3 separate regions of the Pan troglodytes genome follow, and regions 1 and 2 are each linked to region 3. Evidence: chromatin contacts called from public HiChIP or PLAC-seq data. All regions are on one chromosome and are shown on one strand. Each heading gives the region's core, a stretch centred on a gene start, on an enhancer-like site or on the middle of the called end of the contact. The rest is flanking DNA. Distances are from core to core; before and after follow the strand shown. Region 1 holds the start of TIMELESS (timeless circadian regulator). Region 2 holds the start of MIP (major intrinsic protein of lens fiber). Region 3 holds the start of SMARCC2 (SWI/SNF related, matrix associated, actin dependent regulator of chromatin subfamily c member 2).

What was found. HiChIP or PLAC-seq counts read pairs in DNA pulled down with a chosen protein or histone mark.
Region 1: a contact with region 3 is called in an H3K4me3 HiChIP or PLAC-seq map of stem cell-derived excitatory neurons, with 2.0 times the contacts expected there. The contact joins the promoter of TIMELESS here to the promoter of SMARCC2 in region 3. A contact is called at or near these places in 1 of 7 Hi-C or Micro-C datasets (stem cell-derived neural progenitor cells) and 1 of 1 datasets of contacts at active chromatin or transcription factors (stem cell-derived excitatory neurons).
Region 2: a contact with region 3 is called in an H3K4me3 HiChIP or PLAC-seq map of stem cell-derived excitatory neurons, with 3 times the contacts expected there. The contact joins the promoter of MIP here to the promoter of SMARCC2 in region 3. A contact is called at or near these places in 1 of 7 Hi-C or Micro-C datasets (stem cell-derived neural progenitor cells) and 1 of 1 datasets of contacts at active chromatin or transcription factors (stem cell-derived excitatory neurons).

What each region holds. Positions count from the first base shown.
Region 1 is chr10:39,563,651-39,566,452 of NHGRI_mPanTro3-v2.0_pri, forward strand. TIMELESS (timeless circadian regulator) reads left to right here and starts at 1,524. Exons shown (of 29, transcript XM_509535.7): 1 at 1,524-1,679.
Region 2 is chr10:39,544,254-39,547,085 of NHGRI_mPanTro3-v2.0_pri, forward strand. It overlaps MIP (major intrinsic protein of lens fiber), which reads left to right and starts at 1,473. Exons shown (of 5, transcript XM_063786546.1): 1 at 1,473-1,602. The coding sequence starts at 1,473. SPRYD4 (SPRY domain containing 4) reads right to left here and starts at 1,478. Exons shown (of 2, transcript XM_001168831.6): 1 at 1,376-1,478; 2 at 1-1,029. The coding sequence starts at 1,460. The coding sequence ends at 491.
Region 3 is chr10:39,823,873-39,826,779 of NHGRI_mPanTro3-v2.0_pri, forward strand. It overlaps SMARCC2 (SWI/SNF related, matrix associated, actin dependent regulator of chromatin subfamily c member 2), which reads left to right and starts at 1,599. Exons shown (of 29, transcript XM_063786572.1): 1 at 1,599-1,830. The coding sequence starts at 1,720. TRNAS-CGA (transfer RNA serine (anticodon CGA)) reads right to left here and starts at 817; the gene lies at 736-817.

The sequences.
Region 1 (2,802 bases), core at 274-2,773, 260 kb before region 3:
AAAAAGAGGTGCCATCCTATACCTCCCTTCCTCGACCCAGTATGGTGAGTACTGGGTAACCGACACCTTAAGTTTCTGGCCTTTACCCTGCTGCCAGTCAAGTGTGTGGCTCTTGATTTCTGAGGGAACAGAGAAGCAGGGAGTTACTCCTCACACGAGGCAGATGGAGAGAAGTGGAGGAGACAAGGCTTCCAAGGGTTAGGAGAAGGGACTCAAGGGAGGTGGGTGGTGAAAATGGAGTATTAGCCCCAGATCAGGATGTAGGTGTACTGAAGAATTGGGGGGAAGTTAATGGGAATATATAGCCTACTTATCTTAGGGATGCTTGCCCCAGGGACTTGGGTGGGGAAGTAGCTCTGAGAAAAGTGAACACTAGGATTTAGCTGTTCTGTAAAGCCACGTAAACCTGTCTACATCCGCTGGCTGGTTGTGTTCATTCTGACATAATGGATCTCTTCAGAGGTCCTGGGCCAAGGAGCTTCCAACCTAAATAGAGCTTGAGCAAGCCTAGAATCTAGAAAAATTAAGCAGCTTAACTGGTCAGCCTGACATCCACTGTTGTGGCTGCCTGGCAGATGGTATTTAAGCCCCACAATTGTTCCCTAAGGCCAACACAGGAAATCTGATTCCTGGAGCAAATAAATGAACGGGTGGTAGTAGGGGGCATGAGGGGAGAGGCTTTGACGCTGTTCTAATTTATTTAGAGCAAATCAAAACACTCCTCAAATGGCATCTTTCTGCTTTTATCACTAGTTCCGTGTTTTTTTTCTTGTTTTGTGTCTGTGTATTTTCATCTCTCTGTCATCTGTCCTTTCATCTTGAAGCAAATCTCTTCTAACTCCCTCATACCCCAGAAATTGATTCCTTCTATTCAAATGCTTAATAATTCAGGAGATTATTATTTGTTTGAGCCCTATCTTCTTTTTTTTTTTTTTTTTTTTTTTTTTGAGAGGGGGTCTTACTATGTTGACCAGGTTGGAGTGCAATGGATATTCACAGGCACGATCATCGCACACTACAGTCTAGAAATCCTGGGCTCAAGCGATCTTCCTGCTTCAGCCTCCCCAGTAGCTGGGATTACAGGGGGCCAGAGCACAGCCCTATTTTATTTTCCTTTTGGCAAGATCATCTCAGCAGAGGCCAGAAGAGACCCTCAACTGTTCAATGAATATTTACGGTTGCTTTCTTCCTTTTATGAGCCTCTTGCATACTTTGAAAGCTTTAAATTTATACCTATAATACAACGGACATCCCCTATCCCAGAAGACCATTCCTCCCTGTACTTCAGCTCTTTACTTCCTCCCAAATAAAACCTAACTTTTCTAACTAACTATTTAAGACTTGGAATAGTCCGCTTGACTAGAAGAAGGGGAAGAATGTTTGTAAATTCACCTCTAATCGGACTTTGATTCTACTATAATTCAGCAGAAAATTCATAGCGCTGTGATTTTTAGATCGACCTCACATAAAACAGTCCCTGCACTCGCTTCCCTTTTCCTTCCTTCTTCACCAATCTCCGCCCCAGCTCGCTCGGAGTCACGTGGACCAGCCCGGCGCGCCCCGCCTCGCTCTCCGCGCAGGCGGGGACCGGTCCAGCTGAGCCTGGTGGCGGAAAGGCTGCGGCCCCGCGCCGGAGGGCCGGTGGCTCCTCCGGGCTTCTGAGGACCCGCAGGGAGCGGGTGAGTGAGTGTGTGGCGAGAGGGCGCTAAGCGGACACGGGGATCCTTTCGAAGCTATGGGGGCATTCTCGGGAGACGCTGAGTCCCTTTTCCCGCCACCCGGTTTAGAGCCAGGGGGCGGGGCTCGTGCTGCAGGCGCGCACGCGCAATTCTGTACTCTGCTCCTTAGTCTCCCGCGCCGCGTTCCCGGGTCTCACCGGACGCGGGCTTATCCCTGCGCTGCTCCGCACAGCTTGGGTCTCCCGCGGGATGGGGTTGTGATGGAAAGGGGCTTGGAATTCCTGAATTAGAACAGAAAGTGCCTGGGGGAGTTCCACTTCGGAGCTTAGCATCTAGTTGAGACCTCCTGAAAAAAACCGGTGTGTGGCCTGGCGGTCAGCAGTGGTCGGAATTCACAGGCCGCTTTACTTATATCGTGGGTTTTATGGAATGAATTTCTCACTCCCTCCCTTCGTTGCCTTGTTTGGGTTTGTCACCTGGACCTCAGCCGCTAATGAAGCTTTTTTCCTTGAGCCTCTCAATTCTTTGCCATTCGTGCTTCGACTAGTACTTTCAATTTTTTATTTATTTTCTTTTATTTTGAGACGGAGTCTCGTTCTGTCGCCCAGGATGGAGTGCAGTGGCGCCATCTCGGCTCACTGCAAGCTCCGCCTCCCGGGTTCAAGCGATTCTCTTGCCTCAGCTTCCTGAGTAGCTGGGATTACAGGCGCGCGTCACCATGCCCGGCTAATTTTTGTATTTTTTTTTAGTAGAGATGGGGGTTTCACCTTATTGGTCAGGATGATCTCAAACTCCTGACCTCGTGATCCGCCCGCCTCGGCCTCCCAAAGTGCTGGGATTATAGGCGTGAGCCACCGCGCGTGGCCTGTTTGTTTTTTTTTGGTTGTTTTGTTTTGTTTTTGAGATGGAGTCTGGCTCTGTCGCCCAGGCTGGAGTGCAGTGGTCCGATCTCGGCTCACTGCAACCTCCGCCTCCCCGGTTCAAGCGATTCTCCTGCCTCAGCCTCCCCAGGAGCTGGGATTACAGGTGCCCGCCACCACGCCCAGCTAATTTTTGTATTTTTAGTAGAGATGGGGTTTCGCCATGTTGGCCAGGCCGGTCTCGAATTCCTGACCTCAAATGA
Region 2 (2,832 bases), core at 223-2,722, 280 kb before region 3:
CTAAATGTGCTGTAGAAAAAGGGCCAAGTCATTGACTGCACCACTCCTTCAGCCAGAGGTAGAAAGGATTTACTCTTCAGCGATCTGGTAGAGCCCCAAGAACAAGTTACATGTGGACAAAGGGAGGGAGAGGTATCATGGTGATTAATAAATTCAAACAAAGCTGAATGATAAGACCCCAGGATGGAATACAGTCTGAGAAAGGCCTGGGCAAAGGGAGGCAGAGAGACTGAAGGAAGCAGGTCAGGGAAGATACACCCATGGTAGCCTAGGAAATTGGCAGTAGTTGGTGGGTGGGGAAAAGGAGGGTTTGGCTGTATGCCTAGCTTTCACAAGGTAGGGGATGAGGAAGATGATTATGATATTGCACAGAGGATCCAACACTGAATTGTGGGAGCTAGAGGTTGCTTGAGGCAAAGTAAAAAGGCTTCAGACACTTTCAAAAGGAGGCTGGCCAAAGGCGTGATTAGGGACTCCAGTAATGGACATACTAGAGGCCCTCGGGCACCTCAAGCCCTGAATGGGTCAGCAGCTCCCCATCCCAGAGAGCAAAGGCAGGCACCACTGGACCCCGGAAATCTGTCTGTAGCGTGTGAACCACAGAGACCTGGCTCACATCCACCAGGCTCAGCTTCTGGGCCTCATACTCCAGCAACAGCCCCACCTTCTCTGGCTGCCCAATACCCTCAACTGGGGCTTTCTCGTTGGCCAACATGGTGTACCACTTGCGCTGGGCATAGGTGAACACCCAGGAACGATCATCAACACCAATGCAGCTATCCCGGGACATGTCCACATCTGCCACTCCTATCCGGAACTGCTGGGAGCGCTTCACTGTCACTTCCCAGTAGTGTCTGCCACTGGTGACCGCTGTGTCTGCCAGCACCACTGCCCACTCCCGGAAGCGCTCCACATTCAAGGCCACCTTGGTGGGCTCCAATCCCACCAAGCCATATTTGACACCCGTATCATCTCTGAAGAGTGCCAGGCTGCTGTGGGCGGTTTTTTCTTCCAGTTTGAAACTGACGCCTGCGGGCAGAGCAAAAAGACGGGATAATAACAGGGGCTAGAACCCTAGGGCTGGTGATATATTCAGATCTGAGGCAGGCAGCCATGATACACGAGCAACTAGGGAAGAGTCAGAATGCCAAGCGGGCAAGAGAGTCGCGAGGTCGCTTTACTACGGATAGCTCACGGAGCTGAAAAACTCGGAATTTAAAGAAACCAAATGGTATCACAGGTTTGGAATCTCGAGACCAAGGCAGGTAAGGAAGGAAAAGACCCGAGAGGGTTGGAGTTGCTTCTCGGAGTGGGGTCTGGGAATAATAGACGGCAGCCATTCTGGAGGTAAAAGAGTAAAAACAGATAATCCTACCTCTCTGGGCCTCTGTGGAGGCAACTCCCAATCGTTTGGCTCCCCAGCGGCACAAGCGCAAAGAACGTGCAAAAAGCAGCGCCATCTTGCGCCTTGGATGAACCGGGCACGCCTCCCGCTTACAAACACAGCCATCTGCCCGCCCGCTCCCCTAGCACGTGGTGCGCGAGGGGCGGCCGCGCAGTGTTATGACGTAGAGCGACGCCCGGGGGCGGGCGGCCGCCAAGGTAGTGGTTTCTGTTCTGTTTCTACCCGCGGTTAATGCTGCTTATTCAGTTTTTCTGCGTAGACGAACGCTGCTCACATTTGAACTACGTAAAACTTTTAGAGATATAGTGTAGCCAGATGCTTAGAAGTATAGATTTTAAAATTAGACAGTACTGTAATTAGCTTTGATCCCGGCTTCACTGTGTGAGTTTGGGCAACTCACTCCACTTTTCTGAGCCTTAGTGTTCTAATTTATAAAATAGAAATTATATACAGACCTTAGTAATAATTAAGTGAGAATAATCTAGGCCGGGTGCGGTGGCTCACGCCTGTAATCTCAGCACTTTGGGAGGCCGAGGCAGGCGGATCACGAGGTCAGGAGATCAAGACCATCCTGGCCAATATGGTGAAACCCCGCCTCTACCAAAAGTACAAAAATTAGCCGGGCGTGGTGGCGCGCGCCTGTAATCCCAGCTACCCGGGAGGCTGAGGCAGGAGAATCGCTTGAACCAGGGAGTGGGAGGTTGCAGTGAGCCGAGATTCTGCCACTGCACTCCAGCCTGGTGACAGAGCAAGACTCCATCTCAAAAAATAATAATAATAATAATTAATCTAGATATATATTGGCAAATAGCAACCATTGGGTAATTCACAGTTGTTTATAATTAATAGTAAATACATAAATACTGTTAATGTTGGTTTTGTATGTTCAAGGCTAGGAACGGATGGTTTAACTCAGCATTCAGTTTTCTGAACTTAACCAAGAGTAGCAATATTTTGGTTCAGGGTATGAGGTAGGAGATTATGGACAGCCTATATTGAACATTTCGATCTGCATTCCATTTTATTTTATTTTTTGAGACAGGGTCTCATTCTGTCACCCAGGCTGCATGCAGCACAGTGGCGCAAACACAGCTCACTGCAACCTTCATCTCCGAGGCACAAGCGATCTTCCTGCTTCAGCCTCCCATGTAGCTGGGACCACATGTGCACGCACCATGCCCCGTTAACTTTTTTGTAGAAACGGGGGTTTCACTTTGTTGACCAAGTTGTTCTCGAATTCTCGGGCTCAAGCCATCCTCCCTCCCACCTTTGCCTCCCAAAGTGCTGTGATTACAGGTGTTAGCCACTATGCCAGGCCTACATGTTTTGAATCAGTCCACTTCTCAAGGTTCTGCTGGCCAGTGCAATAGCAACATACATCCCACCTCCATCCTCCTACCCCTCAAAAAAGGATTTTAGATATATAT
Region 3 (2,907 bases), core at 349-2,848:
CTGTACACCTCAAGGAAATCCAGATGAGAGAATCCTGTTTCCTGGGTCTTCGGTGTAATCAGACCTACAAGGTGTGACTTCTGGTCATGAAATTTAGAGGAAACTCTAAGTTTGACTAATATTGCCAAACAGCCACTCACATTCCCAAAATGTAACCCTTCAACCAAATCCTTCCCTATGCCCTCAAAAGAATGAGACATGTGCCAAAGCTCTCCCAGGAAGCCTGAAGTTACAAAATTCTGAAAATGCCTCACAGTCTAGCAGCCAATACAGTCGTGCATAATTAAACTTCCCAAGATCACTCCCATCCTCCCAAATCCAGGGGTTAAGACCTTTTGGCAGCTTCCCTTTTGGAGAGAGAAAGTGCACGAAAGAAACGTGTGAGAACTGGGGTTACCTTTATGTGTTGTGAAAGGGGTTAAAAAAGTCGACGCCTGTAATCCCAGCACTTTGGGAGGCCGAGGCGGGCAGATAACCTGAGGTCAGGAGTTTGAGACCAGCCTGGCCAATATGGTGAACCTGTCTCTACTAAAAATACAAAAATTAGCCAGGTGTGGTGACGCATGCCTGTGGTCCCAGCTACTCGGGAAGCTAAGGCAGGAGAATTGCTTGAACCCGGGAAGCGGAGGTTGCGGTGAGCCGAGATCGCGCCACTGCACTCCAGCCTGAGCAACAGAGCGAGACTCCCTTTTAATAATAATAAGAAGAGAGAGAAAAAAAAAAAAACAAAAAACCCGTCACGAACAGGATTCGAACCTGTGCGGGGAAACCCCATTGGATTTCGAGTCCAACGCCTTAACCACTCGGCCACCGTGACTTCCAGAACCGCACTTTATCGCGCGCTTACAGAAGGGGTCCGCACTGCAATCCGGGAATGCGTGCGGGAACCGGAAGCAGGGTACCGGCCCCGACACACACACACCTGAGGACTCCCCACCCCTCGGTTCCTTACCTCCTATCTACGCCACCCAAAGAAAAAGAGTCGGATGGACCGGGTGACCCAGGGAGGGAGGGTCTCCTGCCTAGCGAAGAGTCGGGGTCTCGAGTAGGAGCTCACACCTACTTAGGAGGCGACAGCGAGGCCTGCGGAGGAAGCAGTTGAGGGAAGGCACTGGGCCGCCAGGGTGGCGACTAGGGGACTTTTGGGTTAACAAGTGAGGGGAGTGCTGGGTAGACAAGGCGCGAGGGGTGAGGGAGACTCTGAAAAGTTTAAATGGGGAGCTGCTGTGAATGGATGGAAGGAAGGAACTTATTGGGGAAAGGGGTTTGGGGTTTTGGGGGACGAGGGGCTTCGTCGGGTTAGGAATGCGCAAGGTGAGGGCCACTCGGGTCTACGGGTTGGGGCTGCTCCAGCGACTGGCGGCCGCCTGGAGTGGGATAGCGAGGTGACACTCCCGAGCTGAGGCAAAAAGAGGGAAAGGGCTTCGCGTCTGGTAAGAGCGATCTCAGGAGAATGGCGCCCCCTCCAGGAAGCGTCCTTCTCCCCGGAGGCTCCCGCCGCCGCTGCCGGGGAGGCCGCCAGGGTCGGCCCGCGCCTGGAGCTCCGCCGCCGCGCCCGGCCTGCCGGCAGGTGGCGCAGCGCGGACCGGGGCCGGCCCAGGCGGCGGGAGGCGGCGGCCGCGGCGGCGGGAGGCGGCGGGAGGCGGGCGGAGGAGGAGGCGGAGGAGGCGGGAGCTGAGCTGAGTGGGGCGGGCGGCGGCGGGGCCCGAGCCGGAGAAGATGGCGGTGCGGAAGAAGGACGGCGGCCCCAACGTGAAGTACTACGAGGCCGCGGACACCGTGACCCAGTTCGACAACGTGCGGCTGTGGCTCGGCAAGAACTACAAGAAGGTACGCGGGCCGGGCCGGGCCGCGCGGGGACCGGGGGCGGGACAAAGGGACCGCGGCCCTGCAGCCCCGGGATCCTGCCTACCCTCCAGGCGCCCCAGCCCCTCCCCCGCGGCCTCCCGAGCAGCCCCCCGCGCGCCCTCCTGCGCTCCCGCGCCCCTCCCCCAGCTTCCCTCTCCCCGCACCCCCAGCCTCTGAGCCCAGCCCCCGCCCCCACTGCTGCGCCCTCTGCCCCTTGTTTTTTTCTACTGCCCGGCGGGCCCCGGTGCCATTAGCCCACCTTCCCCTCAGCCATCGCCCTCCTGGCTTTTCTGGGAGAGGCGGCCGGCCGGGTGTGGACCGGGTGCCCAATGGGCTCCCCCGCAACCCGGAGCGTGCCCGCCAGAGCTCCCCACGGAGCCAGGTACCAGCGGGGCTGAGGCCTCTCCGGTGCTTTGTGTATGTTCAGAGAGAGAGAATGGAAAGCAGGAGGGTAAACAGTCACAGAGCAAGCCGTTGGCTGCTCATCAGCCTGAAAAAGGTCCCCACCCAGGGATCACCTGTCTCCGCCGCTCATCCCCCACCTTCATCTAAGGGGCAACAGAATCTCTCAGGGAGCCGGGGTATAGGAGTTCCTGGGTAGCGGCCCCTTCCGAAACCTTTCCTCGATTTTACAATGAAGTCACCCTGCAACCTAGCTTTGCAGTACCCTGGGTTTGGGGTCGAGAGGTTAGGGTGAGCTTCCTATCTCTAGCCCCTCACCCCCAAACCCCATAACTGGAGATCATAAGGTGGTGAACAAAAGGTTCAAGAATCCTTACCTGTCTTTTCTACCAAACCTCTTCCTGGTGTCGTCTTTGTCTCTAGGCCTGGTTTTCTCTGGAAATGGTCTGCCTCTCTTTTTCTCACTACCCTCAGAGAGGGATTCTCTTTATGGCTTTCTTTCAGCTCCCCAGTTCTTCCTGCCGGCTTTGCAGCTCGTCAGAAGTGTGCTTAGTGGCTTAGGAGAACTTCCTACTGATGCTGGTTGTGAGCCTGGCCCTGCCCTTGGGGTCTCTCTGGGTGTGAGAATCCTGACAAATAGCTGCTATTTCTATGGCA